Linked DNA regions of Mus musculus: region 1 is linked to region 2. The links are chromatin contacts, called in public Hi-C maps. All regions are on one chromosome and are shown on one strand. The core of a region is the stretch at or near the end of the contact, and the rest is flanking DNA. Distances in the headings are between cores, read along the strand shown. Region 1 overlaps Cdc27 (cell division cycle 27). Region 2 overlaps Mapt (microtubule-associated protein tau).

Region 1 (4,801 bases), core at 1,380-3,879, 190 kb before region 2:
GGAGGTTAGAACATAATGTCAAGGGTTGGTCCTTCTCCAGGGATGATCTGGGCTTGCCAGGTTTGGCAACAGGCGCCTTTACCCACTTTTTTTCTTTATAAGATTTTTTTTTAATAGGTATGCCTGTAATGCTTTTATATGTGTGTGTATTATGTATTGCCACATACATGCCTGATGTCTTAGTTAGGGTTACTATTGCTGCAACAAATATCATTGCCAAAAAGCAAGTAGGGAAGAAGGGGCTTATTTGACTTACACTTCAATATTACTGTTAATTTTCAGAGGAAGTCAGGAACAGGAACTGAGTAGGATCCTGGAGGTAGAAGCTGATGCTTGCCTCTTACCAGACATAAAGCCCTGGATCCTATTCTAGCCCCTGAACCATATATACTGATAAGGTTTAATGGTTTATGCTGTAATCCCAGTACTGGTGAGGTAGAAACAGGGATCAGAAGTTCGGGGTTGCCAGGTAGTGGTGGCAAAAGTTAATCCTAGCAACTTGCGCGGCAGAGGTAGGTGGATTTCTAAGTTCAAGGCCAGCCTGGTCTACAAAGTGAGCTCCAGGACAGCCAGGGCTACACAGAGAAAACCCCATCTTGAAACAAAACAAAACAAAAAGGTTAGGGTTATCTTTGGCAACATAGTGAATTGGAGACCAGCCCCTCTAGACTGCATTTATTTCCTCTCTTAAATAAATAGTTCACAGACCAAACATTTATGAATAATAAAACATAAAGAAATCATAGGAAAGATCAAAGTCTGTAGTATATTAATATATGTGTGAACATGTCTAAATGTAGGTAAAGTCTAAAAAATTTAGAAAGGAGCCAAGAAAAAGTACTATTAGGTAATAAGAAAAAGGGCAGAGTTTGGGCAAAAGGATATATGAGTTGAGGAAGCAGATATAAGACTTATATTTTTCTGTTTCAACTTGTAAGTTGTTTGTTGTTGTTCTGTTTGGTTTTTTGCGGTGGATGTGTGGATTCCACTTCCTTTATAAACCAAGAGCCATTTTTAACTTTACAAATGATACGATATTCCTTTGAGACGGTGATTATGAAAAGTTGGTCTTTCTTTTTTAATCTTATGAACCATTAGCCCAATAGAAACTAAAAATAGGGGCTGGTGAGATGGCTCAGCAGGTAAGAGCACCGACTGCTGTTCCGAAGGTCCTGAGTTCAATTCCCAGCAACCACATGGTGGCTCACAAGCACTCCTCGTAATGAGATCTGACACCCTCTTCTGGTGTGTCTGAAGACAGCTACAGTGTACTTATGTCTAATAATAAATAAATAAATCTTTAAAAAGAAAAAAGAAACTAAACATAGTCAGTGAATGGATTTGTTACATTCACCCAGGTGAGAGTGGCACATACCTTTAGTCCCAGCCCTGGGGAGGCAGAGGCAGGCCAGGCGGATCTTTGAGTTTGAGGCTAGCCTAGTCTACAGGATGAGTTCCAGGACAACCAGGGTTACACAGAGCAGCCCTGTATTAAAAAAACAAAACAAAAATGTTCTGGAAGAAGAGTTTTTCTAACCTGCAATCCCCACTCCATTTTTTCTTTTGTTTAAACCACCCTATTAAAGTATTTTATTTAATATGTAAGTTATATTGCTGTATAAACAATTTGGGTCTACATACAATAAAATATGATGTAGAGAAAGAAATAGATTGAGTTTCCAGAACCAGACAGCCTTAGTGGAACATGCAATTATTTCCCAGCTATTTGGGAGGAGACTGGAAGATTGCTTGAGCCAGAAATTGAGGACAAGTTTAGGCATATTAAAAAAATAATAATTTAGGCTGGGCAGTGGTGTTGTGCCCCTTTAGTCCCAGCACTGGGGAGCCAGAGGCAGGCAGATCTCTGTGAGGCAGTATAGCCAGGGCCACACAGAGAAACCCTGTCTAAAAAAAAAAAGAAAAGAAAAGAAAAGAAAAGGGAATAATTTAGCAAAGTGCTTGCTACATATATAATCACTGCAGGAATTGGCTGTTCTGTCTACATTAGAGTGGTGAGTTTCAAGATGTGGCTTCTTTTCTCTATCATAGTTTTGCCTGTTTGGGTAATTTACTGTTTACACTTATAAAAATGTATCTTCTAAAATGTTTCATTGATTATTATTATAACTAATATTTTTTGTCCATTATTTTTTCCCATTGTGTATTGAAATGCCAGATACCCAAACTGTCTTATTATATGAAGCCAAAACTTGTGTCCTTAAAATCATACTTTCTTATAATTTCAGGTATGGTTTAGGAATGATTTATTACAAGCAAGAGAAGTTCAGCCTCGCAGAAATGCATTTCCAGAAAGCACTTGATATCAACCCTCAGAGTTCAGTTTTACTTTGCCACATTGGAGTAGTAAGTAATTTTGTAAACATTGCTGTTACCTCCCTATTAAGAGTTTAGGTGACTTAATGGTTGCTGCCTTGGAGAGTCAACTGTCTTGTTACTGAAGCAGGGTCTCAAGAGTCTTTGCAGCTTAGCCAGAGCCTTCGACTTATCGTGGGGAAATCTGCCTCTGCCTCATGGGGCTCAGGAGCCATAGATTTAGTCTTAAAACTGAGCACCCTCCCACCTACAGCCTAACACTTCTTAGAGGGAGGAGGAGGAGCAGGTGACTCACACTGAAGGTCATTCTCATCAAACAAAGCAAGTTTAAGGCCAGCTCGGAGCTACTGTGAGGCTCCAGATCCAGAGAGGAGGAGCTGGGGGAAGTCCCTGTGTTTGTATACTCTTTCTATTTGTTTTTTGTTTTGTTTTGGTGTGTGTGTGTGTGTGTGTCTCAGATGATGTTTTGTTTCGTTACTTAACTGATGCCCAGAGAAGCCAAAGGCATCAGGTCTCCTGAAGCTGGAGTTATAGACAGTTGTGAGCCACCTGACATGAGTGCTGGGACCAAACAAGCTGCACTTAGACAAAAGCATTGACCGTCTTTCCAGTGACTCATTTTGGGTTTTGTTTTGTTTTGAGACAGTTTTACATACTCCAGGCTGTAAGGTGTAATTGAGTGACACGGGATTCATGAACAAGTTCTTTGAACACAGGTTAATATTTAGAGGGTCATAATAATCCTTTAAAAGTGTGTTATCTGCTTTTCTTGTGAAGGGTAAAACCAAGTTTTACTTTTAGACTTCATGGTAATTATCTGCTGTAAAGATCAAATCATGGGGCTGGAGAAGTGGCTCAGTGGTTAAGCAGAGGACCCAAGTTTGGTACCTAGCATCTACTTCAGGCAGCTCACAACCGCCTGTAATTCCAGCTCCACACACACACACACACACACACACACACACACACACACACACACACACACACACACACACACACACACACACACACACAAGTAATTCAGAATCAATCTTTTTTAAAATATTGAATCATGAGTATCATCCTCGGCTTCCACTGGTGGGTTAGAAGTCTGAGGACCTAGGTTTTAATCCTGTAAGAAATTATTTAACATCTCTGGAGTTCAGGATGGTTTTTCGAGACAGGGTTTCTCTGTATAGCTCTGGCTGTCCTGGAACTCACTCTGTAGACCAGGCTGGCCTCGAACTCAGAGATCCGCCTGCCTCTGCCTTCCAAGTGCTGGGATTAAAGGCGTGCGCCACCACCGCCCGGCACAGGATGCTTTTTTAAAAAATTATTTTTTGGGGGGAGAGTCAGGGGACAGTCACATTGGTTCTTGTTCTACCTTACATGGGTGCATGGGTTCTGGGAATTGAACTATGATTAAGGTCTTCACCCACAGATGAGTTTTTCTGGCCCTCAGTGCTCTTTGAAATGGAGCACTTGCTAGACTTAGAAAAAATTACAGATAATATGTTAATCACTTTGTGTCTAATCTTTCTGTTGCTGTGATAAAATACCAAGACCAAGGCAACTTGGAAAGTGTTTAATTTGGCTACAGTTTCAGGGGATTAAAGTTCAGGGTGGTGGAGCAAAGGAACAAAAGAAACTGGGATGGACTGGTCTTTTGAAACCTCTAAGCCTGCCCTCAGTGACACCCCCTCCAACAAGACCAGGTCTCCCAATCCTATCCAAACAGCCCTACCAGTACTCAAACATGAATCGTTCTTGTTCTAAACAACACAGGTAGTAATGAATTACTTAGGACACTTAAACCCCTGTAGACAATCCAGTTAGATTACACAGCCTGATTGCTAAAAGTTTTATCTTCAAAACTTAGATATAGACTTGTAAGCTCTTTAAGTTAGGACAGATGATAGAGTGCTTTATTTGACAATTATAATGGACTGGATGTTAATTATATATTATAGTTTGTTATCTATACAATTGTTATGGTTATGTTCAATTTATATCTAAGAGAAGAGGTTTTTGGGTTTGTTTTTTAATTTGGACAGAAAAAGTGAGATAGATTCTAATGCTTGTCTTATTTTGGCTCCCAAAAAGCTGTGCTTCCAGCCCTGAGAGTCACTGCCCCCTGCTGGCTTCAGTTGATAATAAAGAATTGCCATACATCCAATGGCTGGGCTGGAAGACAGAGGCAGGACTTTTAGATTCCACAGGCAAGGGGCTGGGAGAAAGAGAGGAGAGAATCACAGGGCAGGAGAAAAATGAAACTTAAGGGCCTGCCGACGTGCAAGAATCCAGGAAAGTGGCCCTAGAGGTCACTTCCCCAGGTGGGTCTGAGGTAGCAGAGGTGAAATATAGATTTTAAAAGATATTAACTCGGGAATACCGGAGGGCGGCGTTTGCTAGCCTCAGGGAAATTTAGAAGTGCCATTGAGCTTCTAGCCATTAAGCTTCAAGCCATTGACTAACCCTTGAGCTGGCT
Region 2 (5,068 bases), core at 2,544-5,043:
TGGTTGTGAGCCACCATGTGGTTGCTGGGATTTGAACTCTGGACCTTCGGAAGAGCAGTCGGGTGCTCTTACCCACGGAGCCATCTCACTGAGCCTGTAGACTTTAACCTCAGCATTGAGGGATGCAACCAGGTCCATCCCAGGAGCTCACTGAGCTTAGCAAAAACAGCAAGCTTCTGGTTCAGGACACTGTCTCCAGAGGGAAAGGGGAAGACACCTGATGTTCTGCTCTGGCCTCTGTACACAGGTGCATGGGTGTGCTCACCGGTATACTCATGTGCATGTAACACACACACACACACACACACACACACACACACACACCACACACGATGACGAGGGAACAATGCCATAACCAGGAGTCCAAGAGGAAGTAGTAGAAAGCATGAGATGGCAACCTGAGGCATGACCTTCTGGGGATGCCAGACAACCTCCCTGACAGCTGACCACGGCCTCAGTCAGCTCAGACTTTGCTCTAGCCCTCTGGTAACTAGTGGGAAAGATCTGCCTTTGATCTTCTGCCTTGTTCTTGGTACACCAAGGTGAGGGTGAAACTCTATCTCCAGAGAGTCCATAGAGGACCCTCTAGGATAACCCTCCTAATGCTGCAGCCCTTTAATATAGTTCCTCATGCCGTGGTGATGCCCCCCACACACACACCATAAAATTATGTCCTTGCTACTTCATAACTGTAATCTTGCTACTGTTATGAATCATGATGCAAATATCTGATATGCAGGATATGATGATATGCTACCTCCAAAAGGGGACAGGACCCAGAGGTTGAAGTCTTCATCCACTCTGCTAGCCCTCTTATCCCCGTATGACCTCCCATTTGACCCCCTTACCTTCTTATTCCCTCCTCCAGGGACGTGGGTGATATTATCCAAGGAGCCAATCTTCGACTGGACTCTGTCCTTGAAGTCCAGCTTCTCTGATTTTACTTCCACCTGGCCACCTCCTGGAACACAACCCACATGAGCCTCTTGCCCTAGTCTGTGGTCTGGAGGACTTAGCATATGTTAAGTGAGCTCACAGCAGGCAGAGCGAAGTGCTCCGGGCTGCTGGAGACTTGATTAAAAAAAAAAAAAGTAGGTCAGGTATCACCCACCATTCAGGAGGGGACCATCAGGTATAAGACATCCCCACTGGCTCCACACAGGCTGGGCCAGGGATCCAAAGAACAACCCATCCTCAGGAGATGCCAGGGCTCTCCTTTATCTAGAAAGAGGTTTAGCCACAGGAAGCCCTTTTTAGGGCTTGCAAACTACCTGCCTCTTCTCTGATCGAGACCGTGTACATGGGATATTTACCCTGCAGAATCTTCCTCCTGAGATCGTTCAGTGGTACAGGAAGCATGGCCAAGAGAAGGCACACTAAATTTTAAGCCGGATGCCTTCCAGCTGTGGAGATTTACTTAGGAACATTCTGTAAGCCACAGCCCCTCAAGACCTTGGAATCAAACCGCCTGTCAAATGCACCATGAGGAGAGACACCCTAACCTCCCCTGTGGCTCAGGTCACCACACTAGGGTATAGCAGGAGAGGGAGTGACCTGGCCTGTTTTCCTGGGAAGAATGCTTTCTTTGAACAATGTTACAGCGAAGATGAGACAACAGCCCAAAAGTTCTCATGTTATAGCTGATGCAATTGAAGTGTCCCCCATGTTGGCTGTGACAAAGCTGAGATGTTCACAGAGCCGGCCTTTGGGGGTGGGAGGGACCCAATCAAACCCATGGCTGGTCCTTTTATACAGACTTTTCTGGAGAGCCACAGGATGGGATATAAAACCATTTCCTCCACCCCTTGTCTAGGCTCACAACAGAGACAGACCCAGGTCCAAGGCCACACAGTACTTTCACATTTAACATTCACTGCCCAGGTTGGCCTATTCTAGGAAGCACCCCCCACTCCAGCCAGCACTCCTGTCCCAAAGCCTGTCTTCCTCAAGTGCTACCTGGCTTGTGATGGATGTTCCCTAACGAGCCACACTTGGAGGTCACTTTGCTCAGGTCCACCGGCTTGTAGACTATTTGCACCTGCAGGTCAAAGAGGATGGGCGAGAGAGAGAATAAAGGGGGTTATGTTACTAGGGGTGTAACACAGCACAAAGGCTGATGGACCATTTGTCAGTGGCTCCCATCAGCTGCTGCATACACCCCCACTCAGGATGGAAAATAGGCTCCCCAAATCCAGCCACCCCCCACCCCCCAGGGAGCTGGGTCCTCACCAGGAAGCTTAGGGACCTAAACATCCCAGAAACACAAGACACTCTCATGGAAAAGCAGGTGCCTGGTCCTTGTACGTGACCATCTCTGTAGCAGACACTTAAATATAAAAGCATACATCGTTTTATTGATGAAAGGCCAATGACACCCAGTGGAGGAAGAAGCCTTCACAGCCCTGCATCTTCTCCTCAGAAAAAGACTCAGGAGAAGCTGGTGAGGGTGAGTCTGCTTCACCCAGGAAGCTCCCATGGTCCTGGATTACCAGTCGGCAAACAGGACCCAGACCAGCTCTATGACCCAGAAGGAGAGCCAGTTGGTGTCTGGACACATAGTCTCCTGAACACTTCAGCCTCTACTGAGAAGAGCGAAGCAACACCAACAGAAGGCAGGCGCACGGCAGAAACCACAGCTGCAGTAAGTGTCTCAGCAAGCATGAGTGAGCAGACAGGACACACTGGGGAAGGGGGGTGGGGGGGACCCGCCAGCCCAAGGGCCCTTCATGTGGCCCAGCAGTAATGTGTGCTCTGGAAAATGACAGTTGCTTTCCTGACAGGACACTCTGAAGGAGACCACCCAGGCAGATGGGGCTCCTGGAAGCCTGTCTCTCTGATCTGTGGTTTTACAGCTTAGCTGGTCACTAGCTGCCACTTGCAGAGTCCCATGGGTCTCCCATACAGACCATGGTCATTCCAGGGGTGAGGAGGCTCATCTGTCCTGGGAGAGGGGTGCCACATGTTCAAGAATCAATAAAGCAAAGTGGTTTCTACGGAGGTCTCAATGGATAAATCCCTCGTTTTCACGGCTGATGGTGTTTTGTGTTATGGGGTGTGTGTGTGTGTGTGTGTGTGTTCTGCTAACAGACCTGATGGAAGAGGAGGGCCATGGCCTCATAAGTCATAAGGGTGTCAGCCTGCCCCTGCAGAGGAGGGTGGGTAAGGAGCAGATAAACCCAAGGACCTCCTGCAAACAGACCCAGAGGCCAGTAGGAGTTCTGGGGCAGGTGATGATGGGAGAGCCCAGGTAGAGTCATTAGAGAGTCAGTACCAGGGGGTATGTTGGGGGACAGGAGATGTTGGAAGCTTGGGATAGCCAGAGAAGAAAGGAATGGGGGAGCAGCTGACTAGGGTACTAGATCCCACAGAGCAGCCCGAGAGAGGAGGCCACAGCCCAGCCAGGAGGTGGAGATGGAGAAGCAGCTTCCCTGCTGCAGTTCCCACCACCCTAGAGAGAGCCAGGAGCAAGTTAGATGGGAAGCCTGGAATCCTACAACCCAAATGCCACCAGTCCCCCTCCCTAAGAAAGCTTTCTCCACAGGTCCATTCTGTAGTCAACAGTGGCCACAGGCCACAGGCCAGGCTATCTTGTGATTCTATATAAGGTCACAGGTTAGCTCAAAGGCTGGCAAACTGCAGTACACCTTAGTTATAAAGTTCCCTGATACCCTAGGCACTGCAGCCTCATCAGACAACCAGCATGTGATCCGAGCTGCCCTGAGAGCTGCCTTTTCCCAACTTCCCCTACAGGAGCATCTGCCCTCTGCAGCCCTTGGGAGCTGGAGCGCTCAGACCCAGCAACAGACCAGACGTGAGCAAAACCAGACACTTCTGGCTTCCCTCCCTAACCACAGCAGCCTGGGCTGGGAAGCTAACGTATCATAAACAACATTACAGAGCCCAGGGACAAGGACGGCGATCTTAAAGATCACCCTTTCCCGCAACCCATATCTTTCTATACGTTGAGAAGGCAACCGGCAGGCAGGGCAGTAACCGCAGTGTAGCCAACAGCCCCGCCTTTCCTTAGGAAGCAAAACAAGTAAGGGAGGTGGCAGGATCGGCCAGCGGGGAGTGGAGGACAGAGGAAAAGGCAGACACGGTGAGTAAGCGTGAGAAGGCAGTAGCCACAGGGCCAGCACTTGCTGCTCTGGGGCCATCGGTCCAAGAGGCAGAAGGCAGGGCAGGTGTCGGGGCCGGAGGCAGGAGCACATTGCAAGAATAAACCCTGTGGGCTCGGCACTTTCAGGAAAGAGAGCCCACCCCTGCATTCCAGCACGCACGCTCGAGAGGTGGAGCCTGCAGCTCAATCAGAGAGCCCAGGTCCGTTCTGGGACTGACCCAGAACAGGGGAGGGGGAGCTGGCAGGGAGAAGCCTGGGGCCACTTTACAAATCCTGCCCTGTTGGGCACCGGCCAGCCAAGAGAACAAAGGGAATCCCTAAGCCCATTGAGGGAACCTAAGAACATCTCTTTGCAGGGACTCGCTGAGGATGTGCGGGGGGGGGGGGGGGGGGGTCCCCAGTGGTGTTTAAAGGAGGAGACATTTAAAACCCCTTCTCTGGCAAACAATGCAGGCAACTGACACCTGTCACCTCGGTGTTAGGCTCTGTGCAACCAGAGTCCCTGTCCTGGGGGGAGGGGAGTGCTAAATTGAACTGGGAATCTTTTCCTCTCTTCAAAGATGAAGGAGACCCAGATGAAAAATGGAGAAGTGGCTAGGGGCCTTTTGGACCTTGACATGAAACAGGAAGTCCTAGTGTCTAGTGGGATCATATGGACTCCCCACTCCCCAACCAACAGAGACTGCCCCAGAGATGAGGGAAGAGGTGTCAGCCCACATCATGGATGCACTGTCTTCAACCCCATTTCCAATATCTACGGGGCTTCTAGGAACACATACATGGTACCATGGGGACCCAGCTACTCAGAGAAGGGCCAGCTGGAACGGGTTGCTCTCCCTACTTTGCTGGGCCATCCATGGAACAGGGAGGGGAGTCTGGGGACAGCAGACACTGTGGGGACACAGGAGGTCCTGAGCCCTAGATGATTTATTCTATGCAATGTCTCAC

Evidence for each region. A called contact is a pair of places that touch in the nucleus more often than the background predicts.
Region 1: a contact with region 2 is called in a Hi-C map of granulosa cells, with 1.9 times the contacts expected there. The contact joins two enhancer-like sites. A contact is called at or near these places in 2 of 15 datasets of contacts at CTCF or cohesin (pro-B cells and stem cell-derived epiblast-like cells), 39 of 484 Hi-C or Micro-C datasets (the 3T3-L1 cell line, 3T3-L1-derived adipocytes, the AML12 cell line and 28 more), 8 of 115 datasets of contacts at active chromatin or transcription factors (astrocytes, bone marrow-derived macrophages, craniofacial prominence and 4 more) and 4 of 9 other capture datasets (adipose tissue, embryonic stem cells, liver and 1 more).

Annotation. Positions count from the first base shown.
Region 1 is chr11:104,510,464-104,515,264 of GRCm38.p6, reverse strand. Cdc27 (cell division cycle 27) reads left to right here. Exons shown (of 19, transcript NM_145436.2): 15 at 2,247-2,364. Among named protein-coding and RNA genes, the nearest start is that of Cdc27, 38 kb to the left of the region's middle. Within about 2 kb of position 2,629, at least 8 of the 459 cell types and tissues checked have an H3K27ac peak or open chromatin away from gene starts, as enhancers often do. A contact at or near this core is called in granulosa cells, where this site is marked.
Region 2 is chr11:104,318,321-104,323,388 of GRCm38.p6, reverse strand. Mapt (microtubule-associated protein tau) reads right to left here. Exons shown (of 12, transcript NM_001038609.2): 10 at 1,957-2,038; 11 at 849-961. Among named protein-coding and RNA genes, the nearest start is that of Mapt, 89 kb to the right of the region's middle. Within about 2 kb of position 3,793, at least 133 of the 459 cell types and tissues checked have an H3K27ac peak or open chromatin away from gene starts, as enhancers often do. A contact at or near this core is called in granulosa cells, where this site is marked.